Linked DNA regions of Sus scrofa: region 1 is linked to region 2. Evidence: chromatin contacts called from public Hi-C data. All regions are on one chromosome and are shown on one strand. Each heading gives the region's core, a stretch centred on a gene start, on an enhancer-like site or on the middle of the called end of the contact. The rest is flanking DNA. Distances are from core to core; before and after follow the strand shown.

Region 1 (5,776 bases), core at 880-3,379, 250 kb before region 2:
TCCAGCACCCAGCTACTCTATAAACTCTCAAGAACTATTGGAATAAACCTGAAATTATTTATCCTGTGTCTTTTGGTGATATTTTTTTCCAAAATATCTCACCTTACATTTTATCTTTACCAAAATGAATGTTGTTCACATCATGTATTTCATGACTACTGTCTCAAAATATCTGAAGAAAATTCTGCTGTAGGGAAGTATGTAACTAGAAATATGCCTATTGTGGAAAATGCACAGAATAGCCTAATCTATAGGTTATAAAAGTATATATATTCATGTACATCCATATACACATATGAATGTACATATATAATTACCTATGTATAATTGTGTGTGTGTGTGTGTGTGTGTGTGTATACACATACGAATCCATGTGTATATTTAAGGGTGGGTTGAAGGGATGGGAGAGAAAAGGACAGAGCTCAGGTGATGGAAAGACAAAATAGTACATAGTGAAATTGGCCCCTAGCAACTTTTTTCTGTTGGAAGGAAAACTGCTTAAAATTTTCTTTTCTTGGGAATTTTAGTCTATTCTCTTCATTAGAGGACTTCTTAAGGATGTTTTCCTGATTATAATCACATAAATGTTATTGAAATTTACTCTCATCCGGTAACTACTGATGAGATTACAAAATAAAAAAAAAATAGTTCACTCTCAAAAATGTCCAGATTTAGACAATAAATTAGTCCCCCAACCATAGTTCTTCTAAGAATGTTACCTATTAAATGCTAGGCAGAGATAGAAATACCAGAAGGGGTGTGTGTGTGTGTGTGTGTGTGTGTGTGTGTGTGTGTGTGTGTGTGTGTGTAGGGGTGGGGGAGGGGTCCATAGAAGGCAAATACTTGCCCACTCCTTTCTTTGGCCAGTTCCTTTGAACCCCTTTTTACCCCTGGCTCCCTAGAAGTGTGGCTGGCCAACAAGTTTATACCGAATGTGTTCTATTAACACACCCATGCGGAATTTGACACATTTTGATATTTGCTGATTGGGTGGCTTTACATTTACAATCAACTACACTGCTGCATTCATTTCACATTGATTCTTTTTTTTTTTTTTTTTAAGTTTTCGACTTCATTTTTATTTGAAAGCCCAGCTGCAACCACCAAATACCTGACTCAGCTCCCAACTAGACACACAGCATCAAATTTCCCAGCCCACTTAATTTGAAAGCCTGCCAAGATAGGTGAAAGACCTTATAAATATGTAAAGCAGGAAGTTCAAATTACAGTCAAGTAAATCTCTAGTGATTGATATTCTTTCCAAAACAATTTTTTAAAAAGACTAATAAAAAAGCAGCACATTTCTAAGAAATCCCTCCCCCCCTTACCAAAAGCTTCACCGACTTCAGCCTGGACAATGTACTTTTAGTACTGTATTTATTTTGGATTTTTACCACTTCCTGGAGGCCGGGAGGAGCCACAGTGGGAGGATCCAAAAAAATTCAGTACCACAGCCATTTTGTTTGTAAGGCTGAGTGGTAGAAATCTGTCAGCCAGTAAAGGTTTCTGAAACAATTTTTAAGAAGGGGGGTGGGGGGAAAAAAGGATGCCTATTGTTTTTTGAGTGTAACGGTTAAAATCATTATTTTATTTGTATTTCCTGCACCAACGGCAGTTGTTACGGCTAACCAATTCTTTTTTTTTTTTTTTTTAAAGGAGTTTTTTTTTTTTTTAAGCTCCCTGAGCTGAAAACGGTGTGAATTTTGTGCATGGCTTTTCCGGGTACCTTCAGGCTATCCAATCAAATATGTTTCGATAGAATTCATTTTTCAACGGCCACATTTGTATCCAAATTAGACATCGACGTTTGTGAATGACAATCTGCTTAAGAAGAGCGTGCTAGTTAGTCCCTAAAAACCCATAAGCAAGAAAGAAGCGTGTTCCCTAGGCCATCAAAGGGGCCTTTTTGCGAGCTCGCAGGCAGTCGTGGGCGCTATTGTTTTGCAGTGTCACTTCAGAGCGAGCTCAGACTTTGTCATTTGGGTGGCTGTGTTTTTAAAAGCCCAGTGTAAAATGGCACTCACACTGCATTTTTTTCCGAGCTGCAGGAGGCGGGGGCAGCGGGGGGATAGTGCAGACTGTGGGGACGCTGGCCTCCCAGCCAATCAGAGCCCGCCTGCTCGCCATCGCAAAGTTGTTAACCCCAGAGTCTTCTGGCTGCCGCTGCCTCCTCTGCTTTGAATCTTCCGTGGATATTTCTCCGATTTTTCCCAAACGCCCACAGATCTTGGGGAAGCCACCCCATTCAGCCATCGACCATGGAAGAAAGTCTGACTTTTTCTTTCCCAAATATTTTAAAAGATGTTGGAAGCTCCATATGCTGCCTGGAGGCTGTTGTTTCTAGAGACACAAGTATCCAGCCTATATTGTTACAATGCTTTTTCCAGGACTGGCTTCTTCTTTGCCTCCACGAATGGTAAGTTTGTAATTTTAAACATTTTTGTCCTTACGTCTTGGAAGGAGCCACTCAGATTTTTAAGAAAGGATTTTCATTGTGTTTCTTCTCACAAAAGCAATCTTTGTATTTTTTCTTTAGCTTTGATCTCTGCACATTTCCACCTAATCTTGTCTGGTTAAATTTTACTGAAAGAAAGAAATTGGTTTTTTGTTTTTTGTTTTTTCAGCCTGTGATTCAAGCTAAATATTTCTAATATAAATTATACTTTAATTATTGCGAGCTAAGGGGAACTCAGCTATTTCAAGATGGACTTGTTTTGTGCCAGCAATGTTGGTGATGCCAAATATGTGCATATCCTCTTTATAAAAATTATGTATTACCTAATTTGTCCAGGACTAAATGATCAGCAGGCAAACTAGGGATGTAGTTTGGTTTTGTGTTGTTTTAAATAGGCCTATTGTGGTTTTCTTGATGGATTACTTGGATACAAACTACAGAAAAGCTGCCCTTGGTATAATGAAGGTGGAGATTGACATAACCGGGTTTATATTAAGTTATGGCTGTTACTAAATAGTGGATCTTTTATTTGCTGATCAGATCTAAACTTGGGTTCCATGATAGTCATTCTCTGTAGCCCCTCATTAGGTAATCTTTGCAGATCCTGTTTTTCTCCAAAAAAGGTACATTGGGGAGACATTTTGTAATTTTTGGCATTTTTCTAAAATTTTTTTTTTTTCTTTTTGCCCACGGTGGGAGATCTTTTTTGTTTTGCATTGATCTGTGTTGGTGGCGCTGTAGCTCTCCTCAACAATTTATGTCAGTTTCACTAAAAGAAAAAAGGAGGAAAAAAAAAAGAGGTGGGGCAAGATTTGATCTATTATCTTCTCCCTTTATTTCCTTAAAGAAAGTTCGATTTGGTGCGAGGAAATTATTCAGTTTGTGTTATTTTAATGTTTTCTGCGAACTGTGAACTGTGAGTGAGAACAGACATGTCGTCACAACCCGTCCAGGAGCAGCAGGGACGGGCATGCAGTTTGCAGTTGTGTTTTATCTGATCTGATTATCTCTAGATCAAAATTTCTTCCATAATAAGCTGTCAGTTTACTCTCTCTTTCCTCAGAAACGTCTTGCATTTTCCTTCTCTCACAATACCATCCGTGCTTATGTCTTCTTTCTAACAAAATGTTGGAGTTTTAGTTCACTGAACATTGTAAAAGTTGAATTTCATTTTGAACCTAGGGATTTCTTAAATAAGTATTCTAAGTTTCTCCTGGGAATTTTCTAGGTAATAATGCCTACATTGTTGTTTGTTTTATTTCAAAGTGATATTTTGGTTGAATTTATGTGTTTCCTTGTTTGAAAAGAGCAAGTATTTTTGAATGAGATAATTTTTTTAAGAATCTGTGTACCACTGCTTTTAAATTTAAAGATATTGGTATTCATGTATTTAAATGCAGGGTAAATCTTTTCCATCTTTGTTCTTATTGGGAGTTATCTGATTAGAGAATATGGGATTTAGGCCCAAAGCCTCCCAAGAACAAAAATGTACATTATGATATGACATAGTTTTTACTGGTCCTTAGTTATTTATGGAGATAATAAATATGTCCTTAATTGAAAAAGAAAGTAGTAGAGATCAGTGATTGTACCTAAATATTTTGCCAAATAAAACAAAAACAACTGAAATAGTATCCCAGACAACCTTTTCATATGATTGAATACATTATTTCTTGAGAGAGTAAAAAATTTCTGGAGTTAATATAGTAAGTGTTTTTACTCACTTTGAAATATGTAAATGCTCATTTCACTAATCATTTAAAATGTTGACATAAAAGAATGTGTGAAAATACCTAGGAATAGTATTTCTGATTTTGGTGTCCCTATAATTTCTTTATCTGTGTAGGACCCTTGAACTTCAACAACAATTGTGTATTATGCCTATATTTTGTTTATACTTGGCTATAAAAATTTGAGACTGTTCACTGTAACATTTTATCTCCTCATAAAATTTCAATGCCCCCATCAAGCCTAGTTTTGGCATTATAGATTATTTCTACACTAAAATACTGCAGGTGTAAATACATGATCTAACCCTCTGTGCTGGAGAGTTGAGTTCTCTGAAGTTAATCTACTGAATAAAATATACTTTATTGCTAAAATATTCTGTTATTCAGCTGGTGATTTTTTTTTTGCATTTTAATTGGTGAAAACTAAAAATGTTTGTATAATGTAGCCCCCCTTTTAAAAACAAACTGATGCTGTGAAGTCCGTATGTAGCTATGCAATGTTCTTTGTTCTCCTACATCATCGACTATTACATCATTGATTATGAGTAATCATTATAGTTACATCTTCACTTTTCGAAATCATCCATAGATATTTATGTTAAAGATATTCTTCTCTGTGTGATTCTTATATCCCTAAAGGAGGAGGTTTAAAATCTGCGAGGCAAAAACCAATTCATTGTTTTATATTATTCTCCATTTTTAAATCCACCTTGTGCTTCATTTTAGCTCTTGATTCTTTGGACGTTAATTTTTTTCCAAATTGGCAACATTTTGTAGGTGTTTAGTTCATGAGTTTGGTGAGATTATGATTAGAATTATTATAATAAACTATGTTTTATCATGAAAAAAATCTGTATTTATTAAATGTAGTATATAGAGAACTAACTCAGTTTTCCATAGTGACAGTTGCTAGATCATGGACAATAAAATTTTTTTTTTTAATCTTGAAATGTCATTTTAGACAACGATTACATATTTTTTTCTTGCACACCTTTTTTATCAGAGATAGTAGCAAGTAGCAAAATTGACTGTGTTAAAATATCGTTATCATTTTTTTCATCCTGCCCATCCCTCTGATGGAGGGGAGGGGTCAATGAGTAGTGAAATGGCCAAAAAAAAAAAAAAAACAGTTTACAGAAAGAAGAAATAAATGATGTCAATGACATGGAGAATCTGTAAATCAAATTTCAAACAATAAACCTCAGAAAAATGAACTTGAAATTATGAGCTTAATCAATAACGGAAATAAACTGAAATTTTTATGTAGACTTAATGTAGTGAGCCAATATAATTTCCTAGTTTATTAATTTGTATTCATTAGTATTGCTCAAGATTGGGGAAATTTTCAGGTTAGTCGACGTATTGGGAAAGATCCAGTAACAAAGAGAAGAAACACAGCGATGGTAAGATGACGTATCATGAAATGCTGGAAATATTAGCCAGGACCAATTTAGTAGACCTTGGAGTAAACTTTTTAGAAGAAGGAAAAATAGCTTAAAATTTTATCCTCTGAACACCAAATTCAATACAGACCTGACATTGTATGGTTCTATTTCCACCTTTTTGTGTATACTTACCTGTACTGTTTCTT
Region 2 (5,803 bases), core at 2,915-5,414:
AGTTGAGTAGCTTAAAACAATAACCATTTTATGACATCCCATGACTTCATGGGTCAGGAATTTGGGCAGGCCTCAGCTGGGTGATTCTTCTGCTCCAAGGGTGCCAACTGGCATTACTCACAGGTACTCAACCAGTGAGTGCGCTCGTCTGGACAGTCAAGGTGGCTTCCTCACAAGTCTGGTGCCTGGGAGGGGATGGCTGGAAGGCTGGGGTCAACTGGGTCTATCGACTCCAGCATGGCATTCTCAGGGTAACTGGTCTTCTTAGGGGGCACTGTAGAACATCTTGGAAGTGGAAGTGACAAGGCTTCTTCTCACTCAGTTTCAGAGAGCATGCACTATCACACTTCTGTCACCCAGTACGGGTTACAAGAGAAAGGGCCAGCCAGGATTCAAGGAGAGTCTACACAACGGTGTGAATTCCGGGAGATAAGGTTCACCGCAGGACCATCTTTAGAAGCTAACACCTATGGTGAAGATTTAATGTTCTAAATTGGTATAGGTGAAAAACAGTATCAAGAAAAAAGAAAAAAAAAAAAAAAAAAAAAAGGAGTTCCCGTTGTGGCTCAGCAGTTAACGAATCTGACTAGCATCCATGAGAATGCAGGTTCGATCCCTGGCCTTGCTCAGTGGGTTAAGGACTGTGCTGTAGGTTGAGGACTCGGCTGGGATCCTGTGTTGCTGTGGCTCTGGTATAGACTGGTGGCTACAGTGCTGATTTGACCCTTAGCCTGGGAAACTCCATATGCTGCGGGTGCAGCCCTAAAAAGCAATAAATAAATAAAATAAAAACAAAAAGAAAAAAATTGTGTTACGATAAAGTACCACTCACATTTTCATGAGAAAAAAGTTACATTAATGAGTATAAAGCTGTACTCTCAAGGAAAGTTTCACTGCTGTTGAGTATAATGGTCTTGTCTACATTTGGAAGAAAAACTGAGATGAACCATTAAAAAAAAAACTATCATTTTTCCCTATGAAAATATTTCTTCAATCTGATTGCCTGATGTGCCACACTAGTAGGACTAGGATAATTTTTAGAAATATTTTGGGGAGTTCCTGTTGTGGCTCAGTAGCAATGAACCCCAGCTAGTATCCATGAGGATTCAGGTTCAATTCCTGGCCTTGCTCAGTGGGTTAAGGATCCAGCATTGCTGTGACTGTGGTGTAGGCCGGCAGCTCCAGCTTCAATTCGACCCCTAGCCTGGGAACTTCTATGTGACATTGTTCGGCCCTAAAAAGGAAGTACTTTGGTTTTCACAGAGTCTTTTGCTCTTTCTTAGTTCTGTGCAGAGTCAGGTTCTTTGTGCTCCCTTAACTGGGAAAAGTGTGTACATCAGATCTGAAAGCAGAAGTATTTTGCAGACACTTCCCTTTCTGGAGTTTGTTTTCATAAAGCCTGAGCTTCCAGAATCTGTTGTGCAGGACGAGGGAAGAGGCAGGAGTTGAAAGGTGACAAAAGTACCATGAACAGTAAAGGTTCCCAGAGCATCACAGCTTAGCCCTTTTACCCACTTCCTTCCCTAATCACACCAGTAAGACCTCCTAAGTCATTTCTTTGGGACGTCTACTCCATGGAGCAGAATCCGAAAATCACTGCTCCAGAACAAGCATTCCTCAGATTTTCTTTTTTGTGTGTTTTTTTTTTGGGGGGGGCACACCTGAAGCATATGGAAGTTCCCAGGCTAGGGGTCAAATTGGAGCTGTGCTGCTGGCCTACACCATAGCCACAGCAACGTGGGATCCAAGCTGAGTCTTAGATCTATACCATAGCTCATGGCAATGCCGGATCCTTAACCCACTAAGCGAGGCCAGGGATCGAACCTGCCCTCAGATCTTCTGAGTCAGGGTACAATAGGGCATGGTGGGATGGAAGCTGAGGCACTTCAGATACAGACTCCCATGTTTCTCTTCTGCGTGTATAGGGGGTGAGGGAAACTGGAGTTACAGGTGACTAGAACTTTTTGAGCCTGGGAGTACAGAAGAATGCTGATACTAGTCACCAGTACTGCACTGAGTATTGTCACGGACAAGAGGACAACCATAATTTCATCTCTGGAATGCACAATTTGAGGTTAAGGTGGATCACCCTAACAAGGTGGCCTGTAAGTGGCTGGAGAGATGGGAACATCATATAGATGAAAAGGTCAGGGCTGTAGATAAAAGATTGCAACAACTGTTGAAGTGAGCTCAGAGAGAAAAGAGCACAGGGCTAAAGAGAGACTTTAATGAGATCCTGCTACAAAGGCTGAAAACCGGTGGCCCACCTGCCATAACAACCTCTTTGAGTGACAACTTCTTTTTACTAAAAATGTTTTTCTCTAAAATCACAGACTATCAGGGAGTTCCTGTCATGGCTCCGCGGTAATGAACTAGAGTTCATGAGGACTTGGGTTCAATCCTTGGCCCTGCTCAGTGGGTTAAGGATCCAGCATTGCTGTGAGATGTGGTGTAGGTCACAGACACAGCTCAGATCTGGCGTTGCTGTGGCTGTGGCACAGACTGGCAGCCACAGCTCCAATTTGAGCCCTAGCTCGGGAACCTCCATATGCCACCAGTGTGGACCTAAAGAAAAGGAAAAAAAAAATTACAGACTATCAGCAACTGCCACCTGAAATTACATCACTAAGAAGAAAATATCCCACTCTTACTTGGAGGCTCTAAGACACAGAGAGGTAGCTTTGCCTGGTTTCCAAGCCAGGTGCAGAGCTGTGAAAAAAGGGTTTCTGGAGACAACATTCCACAACTAAACTTTGTAGTCCAAGGAAACAAGACCTTGGGTCCACTTGTAGTCCAGACCTGGTGTCAGGAATAGCTTTGCTATGTTGGGACCTACCAAAACACAGCTTCATTTGGAGTCACACTGTAGTGCAGTGGGTTAATGATCTGGTGTGGTCTCTGCAGCAGCTTGGGTCACTGCTGAGGTGCGGATTCTATCCCCCACCCAGTGCCCGCTGCAGTGGGTTAAGGATCCAGGGTTGCCACAGCTGTGGTGTAGTCACACCTGTGGCCCAGAACTGATCCCTGGCCCAGGAACTTCCACGTGCTGCAGGTGTGGCAAAAACAAAACAAAACACAACTTCATTTAAATTTTTTCTAAACTCTACACTTCCCTCAAAACCCTGTAGCAACTTCACCTTTTCCTTTGGTGCGACAAACCAAGGTTTCTTAGGTGTGAACTCTCCCTTATTACGGTGAATAAACCTGAATCTGGGAACTATGGATTCATTTCTGGAGGTATTACGATGATGGGATGAGAACACTGGAGGCTTTCATAGTACACTCCTCCATTTTACAAACAAAAATTGGGAACCAGAAGGGTTTCCGGTTGTTTTCAAAGTCCTCACACAGCAGTTCTTGCACATGAAGAGGGTCCAGGGTGTACACCTTCGAAAATCAAAAGACAAAATCAACTGTGGAGTGGTTTTCCTTAAACATGTAATCCTCAGTTTGATCCAGGCCTTTTAAGACCTTCTTTACACTGCAGGTCAGCATTCCTCTGGTGTTGAGATTGATGAGTTTCATAACATTTAACAGGAGGTGATTGGGACCGCCAGTTCCCAGGACCTTCTTCCACTTCGCTCTACTGTTCCACATTTCTTCAGCACCTTATATTCCTTAGACGAATTTCCTTTTTCTTTCTTTCTGGCTGTACCCACAGCATGCCAAAATTTCCAGGTGAGGGATCAACCCAGCACCATGGGCACCAACAATGTTGGGATCCTTAATCATCTGACCCACAAGAGAACTCTTCCTTTTTTCTTTCTTATTCCTGTCTCCCCAAGCCATTCTCTCAGTAATGAGCAATCTCCTGAACCTGAGAGCCAAGACCCACCGTTCATTCAAGTCTTCCTTTTTCCGGCAAAGCGCTTTAAAAAAGGTGAGCTAGCAATCAGTTTATCTCCAGACCAAAAACAAAGCAAACACTTTCTCGCAGACGTACAGTGTTTCACTTAAACTACGACAGCAAGCAGATTACGAATTCTTTGTCCTCTAAAGAAAAGAAAGCGCATCCAAAGGCACGGGGAAATCCTCAGCAGCGCCCGCAGGTGCTCAGGCACGCGGGTGACGGGAATTTGGACCTGCGACCCGGGCGCAGAGGGGCGGTGCGGGCGCGCATTGGTCGCCGAGGAACTGGAACTTCGGCGCGTGCGCAGTGCTCCGCGCGTGCGCAGTGCTCCGCCCGCGCCTCCCATCCCGCCGCCTGTCGCCCGTCTGCGGCCTCAGGAGTGGTCAAGTGGCAGCCGGCAAGCCGGCGAGCGGACAGCCGGGCGGGCCAACGTTGGGCCTTGCCTGCTCTCTCTGGGGAGGAAGGAGGGGGCCACGTTCCCGGTCTCCGGTGTCCCCCGGCCCCGCGGCCTGCCCCGCCGGCGAGGGAGAAGCTGAGGAGCCGCCGCCGTTCCGCCCGGCGTCGCCGCCGCCATGGCTGCCATGATGGATCGGAAGTGAGCCTGAGGGCTACGGTGCCGGCGCGGGCGCTGAAGCCCTGGTCCCTGGTCGCCCCCGCCGGGGAAGCGCGACGCCGCGGATCGCGGACCCTGGACCGTCGCGACCCCAGCCCATTTGCTTGGCCTACTTCCTCCAAGAGTGAGCGGCGGGGAGTGGCTCCCGGCCTCCGGCCCCGGCGGCTAGGAAGATGGCGGACCCGGCCGAATGCAACATCAAAGTGATGTGTCGCTTCAGACCTCTGAACGAGTCCGAGGTGAACCGCGGCGATAAGTACATCGCCAAGTTTCAGGGAGAAGACACGGTCATGATCGCGGTGAGTGCCCCGCCCCCACCCCGGTTCCCCTCCTTGGGGCCCGGCTGCGCCTGGAGTCCTGGGAAGTAGGGAGTGAGAGCCGAGAGGGAGCAGTCGGGTCCCCCAGCCTTCCCGGTGGGTTCCGCCGGCCCCGATGGGCCAGGGAGGGACGCGGCGCCTCCTCGGGTGCTCCTGGGTCTCCCCACCCCGGTCAGCCGCGCCGGGAATGGGAGGCGCCCACTCACGGTCCGGGGCACTCCCGCACCTGGGGCGCTGGCGGAACCGTCCGGGGAGCAAATTTAGTGCCGGCGTTTCTGCGCGTGCAGTTACTGATGCAGATGCTTGCCTTTGGTGTTTTCGGACTTCCCTCCAGATTTACCATTCATAAAATTTGGAAGATCAGAGTTCGGCCAGGAACATTGAGCTAGCAGACCAGACTAGCTGTACCTTAAATAGTAATGATACTTAGAGAAACGTTTAACCGTGCTTTTTCCCGGGCGGGAGGAGGAAAACTACCAAACAACTGCAGTTAGTTATACTTGTATCTTAAAAGTTCACCCAACCCGCCTTTTGAGTTTCCCGTTACAAATGGCGAATCGAGGGCTGTAAAAAGAAATAGCTTTCTTTTGAAATTGGAGCGGTCGATTTTGTTTAATCTTCCAGCGGATCTAGCCAGTTCACGTTCAGAAGAGAACCATAGTCTCACTTTCACTGCTTTTTATGGAGTTACAGTCTAGGAAAGAGTATTAACTTTTTATGTGTTTGTCAAAGTGTTATAAAAGCAAACTTTTTTTAAAAAGGTAAAATTTGACCAGTACGCTAGATTTCTTGTTGGTGTTGGATTTCTACTTCTACAGTTAGGATCTACCTTGAAGGAAATTGAATTTGATAATTCCAAGCATGGTGAGATATTGGCTAGAGTTGGCTGGTCATTGTCAACTTCTGGGAGACTGGAAAGGTTTTTTGTTTTGTTTTGAGGTCTGATCTCTGGTATTGAAAGGTCTCTGAAAATAGCATTCCCAGTTCAAAGAGATTAAAATGGATAGTGAGGTACTGAACTAA

The links. Hi-C and Micro-C count contacts between places; a contact is called where the count stands out from the background.
Region 1: a Hi-C map of skeletal muscle shows a contact between it and region 2, with 2.7 times the contacts expected there. The contact joins the promoter of EPC1 here to the promoter of KIF5B in region 2. A contact is called at or near these places in 6 of 47 Hi-C or Micro-C datasets (alveolar macrophages, embryonic fibroblasts, heart right ventricle and 2 more).

What each region holds. Positions count from the first base shown.
Region 1 is chr10:42,943,212-42,948,987 of Sscrofa11.1, reverse strand. It overlaps EPC1 (enhancer of polycomb homolog 1), which reads left to right and starts at 2,129. Exons shown (of 14, transcript XM_021064807.1): 1 at 2,129-2,416. The coding sequence starts at 2,375. It overlaps LOC106505154 (a long non-coding RNA gene), which reads right to left and starts at 1,998. Exons shown (of 3, transcript XR_001299281.2): 1 at 1,329-1,998.
Region 2 is chr10:42,691,912-42,697,714 of Sscrofa11.1, reverse strand. KIF5B (kinesin-1 heavy chain) reads left to right here and starts at 4,164. Exons shown (of 26, transcript XM_021064805.1): 1 at 4,164-4,762. The coding sequence starts at 4,637.